Linked DNA regions of Ovis aries: region 1 is linked to region 2. A link is a contact called in public Hi-C data. All regions are on one chromosome and are shown on one strand. The core of a region is the stretch at or near the end of the contact, and the rest is flanking DNA. Distances in the headings are between cores, read along the strand shown. Region 1 has its middle 9.8 kb from the start of NUMB. Region 2 overlaps NUMB (NUMB endocytic adaptor protein).

Region 1 (4,490 bases), core at 832-3,331, 170 kb after region 2:
AGGGTTGATCTCCTTCAGAATGGACTGGTTGGATCTCCTTGCAGTCCAAGGGACTCTCAAGAGTCTTCTCCAACACCACAGTTCAAAAGCATCAATTCTTCTGCACTCAGCCTTCTTCACAGTCCAGCTCTCACATCCATACATGACTACTGCAGAAACCATAGCCTTGACTAGATGGACCTTAGTCGGCAAAGTAATATCTCTTAGCACTCAATAAATACTCATAGATAATAACAGTTACACTTCTGCCTCCAAATCAAGACACCTGTGCAGCTGGGATTTAAACAGGCCCCCCAGGGATGGGGGAGCCTGATGGGCTGCTGTCTATGGGGTCACATAGAGTCGGACATGACTGAAGCGACTTAGCAGTAGCAGCTTGGTTTTCTGAAATGCCACAACCCTGGCCTCTGCTTCTCTGGGCATGTTCCTAGGTGTTTCCAGATTTGTGCACAGAAGAGCTCAAAGCAGAAGTTGTGGGGAACGATCTGTGAGGTTAAAGGAGAGGTATGTAGCAACATCAAGTTCCTCTTCCTGTCACTTGTCTCCTCTTCTTCTAACTCTGTGTTTCCTCTGGGTTTGAGAAAGAGGAGAATTGTAAGTTTCAACACTTCTCAGTAGCCAGAGAAGATCTCTGTCTGCTGTTTTGCAGGATGGCCAATTTTAGAAAGGAAAGAAGGGCTGAGAAGATGAAGACTTGCCCCCAGGAAACCTGCCTACACAATAGGGATGGTGTGTTTATTTATTCAGCCTTTTCCTTCAGGCAGCCAGAGCAGCAGCCATTTCATTTTGCCCTCAGGAAGTGTATTTAGTAGTAGGCTTTCTTTCTTTTCCTGTTAGTTTCCTGCAAAAGGACATCAGTGTCTTCTTAGAGCAGCAGCTGATAGGAAAGGATGTTATTGCTCAAGGGAAGGCAGACAAGCCTATTTCCCGAGTCAGACCCAGATCATCCCCAGGGCCCAGAGAGTGCAGCCTGGGCTGTGGAAATAGAAGAACCTGATTTTCACACCCATTTCCCTCATACCATCCTCCTCCCTGTAATACTCTCTAGTGTAACAATAATTACATCTTCCACTTGTGTAGAATTTCACACTTTCCCAAGGTAAGCATCACAGAAGCAGAATCGGGGGCACTGTATTTGAGGGAAACTGGGATTTACTTTGGAGGGTTAATATTATGTAGAGGGGAGATTATACCAATCGTATAGGTTTACTCTAAGTAGGATGAGATGGCTGGATGGCATCACCAGCTTGACGGACATCACTTTGAGCAAGCTCCGGGAGATGGTGATGTACAGGGAAGCCTGGCGTGCTGCAGTCCATGGGGTCATGAAGAGTCGGGTGTGACTGAGCACACACACTGAGCGTACACGCGCCCTGAGTTAGGTTCCCTTTACTGGCTCCTACTCATTCTACAGATCTCGCTTTCGAAGTGATTTCTGAAGCAGGGCCTGCTGACCTCTCCTCTCCCAGGCACCACTGGGTTGGGCTCTTATATATATTGCACTTCCGTTTTGGATACACACATCCCATGAGTAAATTTGCGTGGAGCACATCCTCCTATAGCACTGTGATATCAGGAACCCATCCCTCCTGCTCACAGGTCCTAGCACGGGGCCAAAGTAGTTCACTAAATGTTCAGTGAATGAATGAGTCAGGAGTTGTCCCTAGGAGCTGCCTTCCTTCCCTACACTGTCATTTATTTTGGGGTGGTGCTATGGGAGTTGTAAAAAAGAAAAAGCATGTGCTAATTATCATGTAATGATCACTAGTCGTTAGTAGTAATTCGTAAGTAAAAGCACAGTGGTGGTATATGACTAAATAAAACATTCCACCAGTGTGTACAGGGCCTTCCCTGCATTATGAATCTGAAATCTCATTTCCTGTCTCCGTTGGACCCCCACAGAGAGACAGGGTCATTCCTTCAGTTGCCAACAGTGGGGAGAGGGAGAACTCAGTTTCCTCTGATTGAGCGAAACCATTCTGGTATGAAAATTAAATGAAAATGCTGGGCCAGTAGTAGCCTTCTGCTACTTCCCTCTCAGGTTCTGAGATGGATTTCCCCATCAAAGGTCTGCACTGAGTCATCCCTGCTCCAGATAAAAAAAAAATTAAAAACTCAGCTCCCTCAGGGTGAGTGATGGGAACATGGACACATCCTGCTAATCTTCCCATTGTGGGTCAAGGTTCATGGCCTTGGCCCCCTCCTTGGGAACAAAGAGGACAAGCTGAAAGGAAAGACAAGACTTTTCCTTCTCATTCCTTCCTACCTCAAAAGCTCTTGGTCTGTGACTTCCTCTTGTTCTGCAGAGGGGAAGTGAGGATAAAGACAGAGAGAGAAGAATACCACAGGACATAGCACCCTGGTGGGCCTGAGGTTGTCAGGCAGCTGTGAATTGGGATGAAGGATTATAAGACATGAAGAATCCCTAGAGATTCTTCAACAATTCTCACATTCCAAATAACCGAGGCACAGCCCAGTTGCCCGGACACAGGGAACCAGAAATGCAGTCAGCGGGTGGTGATGACAGCAAAGAAGCGAGCAGATCCAACACCCCAGCCCCTACGAAGAACTGTGCCCCGAGGGAGCACCACAGACAGCTGCAGCCTGGGTAGTGAAGACAGGGAGTGAGTGCTGAGCATGAGACCTTGGATCAGGAGGCCCACACTCCATCAGCTGATGGAAGGAGCCCACGCGAAAGATGAGTGTCAGAGATGTGGCTTAATCAGTTAACCATGGAAGGGGCACTTGTTTATGACATGCATTGAAATCTCTAGATGAAAAGAAATGGCAGGAAAAGCTATTATTATTTTGAGTGTCGATTCATAGAGGAGCCAGCTCCTCTTTGAGCTCCTGTATTGGACTCAGAGGCCACAGTATTTTCATCTTGAGTGGAGCAGTCCCTGGAGATCTGTTTTCTAAGAACTTCAATTGAGAGCAAGTTCATTGCTGAGGTCCAGAGGGAATCCAACCAAAAATCTCATCATTGAAGTGTTACAAATTTCCAGCCAAGCCCGAGTATGTTTTCTGGGCAAACAGATCCTGGCCAGACCTAACATGCCTGGAGGCATGCATAGGCTATGACGTGGTAACTCTTTGCCCTCCCTGTCACTCTCCTAAGTTTCTTTCTCCTCCTGTTCTTTTTTACAGGTACATAAGGCTACTTGGAAACTTTGACTTATCAAAGAATATTTATAGAGATTCCAAAATGAACACACCAACTGTGGTTCTCCACCTACCATTTAGCACCCCCACACACACTTTTTAAAGGAAGTGGTCAAACCAGACCCTTGTTCATTCTATTTGGCTGGTCTGTGACCCTGGTATTCTACTTCTCTATTCATTCCCTTGTATACTTTACTGTAAATACTCCTGCCCCCCACCTCCATTCCAAAGGGTTATGTTAGTCATTGAGTCCTTAAATGAAAGCATATTCTCCTTCCTGGCATCTCCAACGCTAACAAGCTGACTAGACTCATAACAGGACTTTAACCCATAACCCAAAACCTTCAACAAGTGCTTTCCTTGCCCTGAATGACCTAAGCAGCAACAATCCCAGGTCACAATCATCACAGAAACAGATATTATTTTTCTGCTATTGCACTATGTGGACAAAGGTTGTCTTACTCATGCAGAAAGATTACTTAATAAAGCTAGAGCTGCTTGTAAACCAAAAAAATCTCAAGAATGGGCATGTGACTGCTAGGCATGCTTTAGGGGGTAAGCTAAGTCCATAGTATCACAAGAAGCATGGGTAAGACCAACAGGAACTCTGCTCTCAAATCCCCAAATCCTAGGATTACAATGTAACTGACAAACTTTCAGTACTGTTAAGATGAGGACTGATAATAAGAAAAAGAATATTTCAAGGTGTAGGACGTAAGTGCATAGAACTCAATATCCAAGGAAGGAATGTAGTCAGAATGCAGAAACAACTAGAGCGAACTGATGAAGTGCAGAAGCATGCATGAGTGAACCAGGGGGTCCTGTGTCAATGCCCCAGATTCCCCTCCTAGTGCCAGGGACTCTACCTCATTGGACTGGAGTAGGTGTGCTTTATTTTTGCAAAGCTCCACCAAGTGCTTCTGATTCCTAACCAGGTTGAGAACCACTACTTGAAAGCTTTCATCCAAGGTTAGAGACTATTAAATGGATTAAAGGTCTGATCCAACCTGGTAATCCTTATGGTCCTAACTGTCAAACTGCTTGGTTAGTGAATGACAACTCTGAGGCAGATAACAGCTGGTGTCTTTGTGACACGGAGCAAGCTTCAGAGTAGCCGTTAGACTCGAGCCACAGATCAAATGTAGTTTTATAATAGTCCTCTAGTCCCTGGCTCATTTAGAACCTTTTCCAAGATTTTCAAGAATTTCCCACCTCAGGAATGAATTAACTGGAGACTTTTAGAACAAACTTTGGAAGGAAATATTCAAATCTGCTTACCGCTATACAATGCAAACTTCTTTAAATGTTTCCCTTGTGGTTTTTTATGC
Region 2 (4,850 bases), core at 1,304-3,803:
TAGGAATTTCCATCATGGCTCTGTTAACCTATTGCTGAAAATAAATGAACAACTCCCATCTCTCTCTGTGAACCTCCATTTTCTGCCAATGGGAAATGATACAAGCTATGCACAGCCACCAAACAGCCTCAGAAGAGGGGTGGATAGTTTGATGGGATCAGGGACTCCACTGGAGGTGATGTAACGCTTCAGTGCCTGAGCCCCGGGGAGTTGGGGATGCCATGTTACCTGTGTGTTTTATGGGGAAATCAGTCTTCCTCTGCATAGTGGAAGGCAACTCATTGATGCGCAGGGACAGTTGGCGTTTAAAGGGTGACATCTTCTGGCTAAGAGCAGGAAATCCTCGGAAAGAGCCTTGGCGAGCAAGTTGTTCAATTGGTGCATGCCGGCGTGGGATGGCGTGAGGATTGTTCATCTCCAGAGAGGCAGTGGCATCCAGAGTGGGAGAGGTGGGAGAGGATGGGGAGGTGACAATGTTGCCAGGGGCCACTGACGAACCATCAGCTGTCTTATCTGTATCAGCTCAAGAAAACAGGAGAATGAGGACCTTAGGGCAATGTCTTCAAATAATTTGAGCTCACATCACTAAGGAACCCCAAAAACCTCCTGGGTCATTTTACCCATCTACTTCCCTATGTATCTCAAAAGACAGGTTAGAAGCAGGGCTCAGATCTCCTGTTTTTCAGATAAATAAAGGGTTTAATAATCTACTACATGTCACATGGTATATCTACTATTCTCATGTAGTAATTAAAACACTGAACAAAACTAAACAAAACAAAACCCCCCAGTACCTATGAACTCTTAATGTGAGGTCTTTTAACGAATAATAGTGCACTGTTTTCAATGTTTGTTTGCTTTCTGGCCAGTGAGGCGGGGACAGAGGACTTCAGGAGTGGCAGAGTCAGAAGGGTCTAAACAAACTTAAGTTTGACAAGATGTTAAGTCATAAAGCAGGCCTGGACAACAGGCTCTCTTGAAGAAAAGCATACAGAAGTCAAATTTTAAATTGGAGTAAACAAATACAAGACTGTTTCCATGTGAATACCTGCTGTATCACACTCTCATTGTGGTCAGTCTCTACTTCCCCAACTCCCCATAATCCTCTGTAGATGCTAGGACTCAAGCATTTGGGCAGCTGCTATATGTAGCAAAAAGTATTATTTGGTGGTATCAAAGAATATGCTTCCGGTCTGAAAATCACTGAGGCACATTAAATAACAGCCTATACACATTCATTTGTCTAGTTAAAATAGCACTGTGTTTTTTTTGTTCTTTGGTATCCTGGCAGAAATGTCGATAAGAAATGAAAAAATCATAATCATTACTTCAATTTCAAATGAAAACATATATTCTTTTTTGGCTTAAAAATTAAAAGCTGTTTGGGTATTAGATTAATGAATGCATGCTAAGTTGCTTCAGTCGTGTCCAATTCTTTGTGACCCCATGGACTGTAGCCCGCCAAGCTTCTCTGTCCATGGGATTCTCCAGGCAAGAATACTGGAGTGGGTTGCCATGCCCTCCTCCAGGGGATCTTCCTGATCCAGGGATTGAACCCATGTCTCTTAAAGCTCCTGCACTCGGAGGCGGGTTCTTTACCACTAGTGCTACCTGGGAAGCTGATGTTACCTAAAATGGCAGGTTTAGAATTAAAAGAATATAGTAAAAATTGGCAAAATTATATTAATGTATATTTAAACCAAACTTTTTAATTTAAAAATACTCCTTGCTTTGGGTTTCAGCCCAAGTTATACACAAGAATGCAAAGCATTTTCTCCCTAAGCCCTAGCACTCAGTTCTAAAATACACTGGACTCAACTTCAGACAACAGCCTCCTGAGTAACTTGAATGTCTGGACAGGCATTTTTGCTATGCTGCCAAGTGTACCTTAAAAAAACTCACATTCTGCAAAACCACACACTAAAATTAATGGGGCTATGGAAAAAATAGTGAGGGGCCAGCTTCTCAAAAATCTGTGGCCTTTTTTCATGAAAGCACTAAACAGTCATAATCTAATAGAGCATCACTGAGATGTCTCTGCCTGCATTTCCACCTGGCATCACCATCTGCAGGTCCTTTGCAGCTTAAACCTGGGACTTGCACTTCCTTCAAGATGTAGGTCCTTGATAGCATTTGGTTTTCATAGAGATCAGATGCATCACAATTGAAAAAAAAAAGATACAGGTTTTCCCAATTTTGCTTTTAAATGTCTTTGCAACTTCTTCAACTGCACTCTCAGCTTCCCCAGGTAGTTAAAATTAACAGACAGAGTAAATACTTTGAGGCCACTAAACAAGCCACTCTGTTTACATTTTCAGCTTTGTTCTTAAGGTCTTCATATATTGCTAAGAGTTCTCTATGCCCCTGACAGCTTCCAAATATTAACCGGTTGGGAAAAGCTGTTTTAAATAAACACACATTGTAGTAGGACAAATTGTACCTTTCTTGGCATCTTGGATTTGTTTCATAATCTCCTCTCTTTCTGCTTGCTCAGTGGCTGTGGTGACACGGAATGATCCTTCTCTCGTGAAAGTGGTCCGACTGGCGTCGAAAGTAGCAGTCACTCCACATTCCTTCTCCCGCTTCTGCTTACGTTCTAAACAGGCTGCAAAGGCACAGCCTACAGCGTGGCTCAGTCTTTCACCCTGTACATAACAGAAGGTTTAAAAAACGTTTTCAGAGTTATGGTGTCAACAACTACACATTAGCTGGACCACAAACAAGTCTGTTTTTACACAGGCAAAATGTTAGGAACTCCAGCTTATTAGATTTTAGTGTATTAATATGCCAAATTAATCTAAATGAATAATACCTTACGAATGCTATGACCCTCTACTGCAGCAGGCACCGGGTAAAGTGGCCATCAGTAACCTGGGCCCTGTCAGCAGCCACTGACATTTTCTTATTAGTCATAGTCAGGTCCCTCTGTCACTTGTGTTGGCTCTGGCCATCAGCTGAGAAGACACTGGTCAAAGTTCCAGGCCCTAAGTCTTGACACCCAAACCTCTACTTGCCATGTAGGGGAATAATAGGAATATTTACCACACATTTCTAAGCAACAACTGGAAATACAGGGCAAATTTCAGAGCTTAAATTTACTGCCAACATGTCTAGGAACAAAAGGCACAGACTTAAAACTTCAGATAAATACATCTCCAGCGACGAGAAGGAATCAGGCCCAGGAAAGCTGAGCCTTCTCAGTCTCCCTTTCTGAATGCTCTTCTTCTGCCCCGTTGGGCCCTCAGTGCTTACAGGCTCTCTCCCATACCGCCCCTATTTTTATTCAACTCTCTCAAACCCCAACTCTACTTCCCAACCACACACAGGCAAAAATAAAACCATGTTTTCAGCCACATTTTCAACTTGTAAAGGAATTAAACAGATAAACCTGAATTTTTGGTGTGTGGGAGGAGAGGAAGGTTTGTGTAAACTAAATATTGTTTTAAAGATGCACTGGATTATCTAGAGTAAATTTAATAAATTCAATGGATTCTTTTTTTTTTTTAAATTAGGGTTATCGGTATTTTAAACACTACCCCTAATTGTGGAATAAAAGGGTAACAGGTGATACAATAACTGCCGGCATCTTGTAACAGTGAGGAGAGATATCTGAGAACAGGGGGCCTTTTGTGGAATTTCCAAGATCATACCGTGTAAGCAGCTGCTCCTACATATGGCTCTGAGTATGTAATTTCACTGCATTTTATATGCCAGTATCAGATACCACAAGGAGAGGTAAACGTCTGAGACACTTTTGTCCCCAGGATTTCACATGATGGTGAACTGTAAAGTCTCATTTATAGACTGACAGACTCATTCTTTGTGAATCCACATGAGTTTCCATGTAACTACTTAGTACCCATGATAAATGGGTAGGCATGGAAGCATGAAATAGGAGAGAGAGCAGAAAGAATTTTAGAACCCATCTGCATTTGAGCACAGCTCTAGTACAAGGACAGAGCTATAGGCCAAAGAAGCTTACTGTTTCTGCTAGGCCTTATGGCAGAAGTTCCTGAAGACAGACTTGCCCTCAAGCTCCATCCCAGACTCACTGAGTAAAAAAACTCTGGGGTGGGGCCCAGCCATCTAATTTAATGAGCTCTCCAGGTGATTCTGATACAGAAGAACCACTGTTTTATACCAGAGTAAAACAGCCTGAGGGCTATGATTTGACAACAGAATGGTTTTAAAATATAGCAAAACTCTTTGGATTTTACAAGTGTAGTGATAGCAAAATACACTGCTTTATGACTTACGGTCTGAGAGAAAGGAAGAAAGTGTAGTTTAGTTACTTCAACCCATTTTCGAAGCACTTGTGTCAAATCGAGGAGGAGCAGCTTTAACAGTATCAGCTACCATTTTGGAGCAGTTAGCACGAGCCAGGTCCTATGCTAAGAGTGCTTACACTTGGTACCTAATTTAGCCTTCACAGCTGTTATCTCCATCTTATAGAAGCGGATACCAAGACTTAGAAAATGTTAAATAACCTGCTCAAATCCCACGGCTAGTAAGAACCAGAAACAGGACTGGAACCTATATTTGATCCAGAGCCTGAGTTTCTAATACTTGTTTTCACAACTGCTTTTTAAAAAGCTTTTGGTCAATATTAGAATATGACCACAACTTCCCTTCCAGGTTAAACCTTGGCAAGAGTTCACTGAGTTGTAGCCTTAATGAATAGCTACCCTGCCTTATTCTGTCTGGACTTTCAAAAACTCAGAAATTACATACTCAATGCTATACTATAATTAAGATCATCATCACCTAAGACACTCGTTTTTTGTATCAGAATTTTGGGTAATTTAGATGAAAGATGACAAACTTGATTATTCTCTACTTTTAAACAAAAC

The links. Hi-C and Micro-C count contacts between places; a contact is called where the count stands out from the background.
Region 1: a contact with region 2 is called in a Hi-C map of liver, with 5 times the contacts expected there. The contact joins two enhancer-like sites. A contact is called at or near these places in 13 of 16 Hi-C or Micro-C datasets (blood, hypothalamus, liver and 6 more).

What each region holds. Positions count from the first base shown.
Region 1 is chr7:82,998,235-83,002,724 of ARS-UI_Ramb_v3.0, forward strand. No RefSeq gene overlaps it. Among named protein-coding and RNA genes, the nearest start is that of NUMB, 9.8 kb to the left of the region's middle. Within about 2 kb of position 2,082, at least 10 of the 54 cell types and tissues checked have an H3K27ac peak or open chromatin away from gene starts, as enhancers often do. A contact at or near this core is called in liver, where this site is marked.
Region 2 is chr7:82,827,423-82,832,272 of ARS-UI_Ramb_v3.0, forward strand. NUMB (NUMB endocytic adaptor protein) reads right to left here. Exons shown (of 9, transcript XM_060418288.1): 6 at 2,441-2,645; 7 at 229-513. Among named protein-coding and RNA genes, the nearest start is that of PAPLN, 46 kb to the left of the region's middle. Within about 2 kb of position 2,554, at least 7 of the 54 cell types and tissues checked have an H3K27ac peak or open chromatin away from gene starts, as enhancers often do. A contact at or near this core is called in liver, where this site is marked.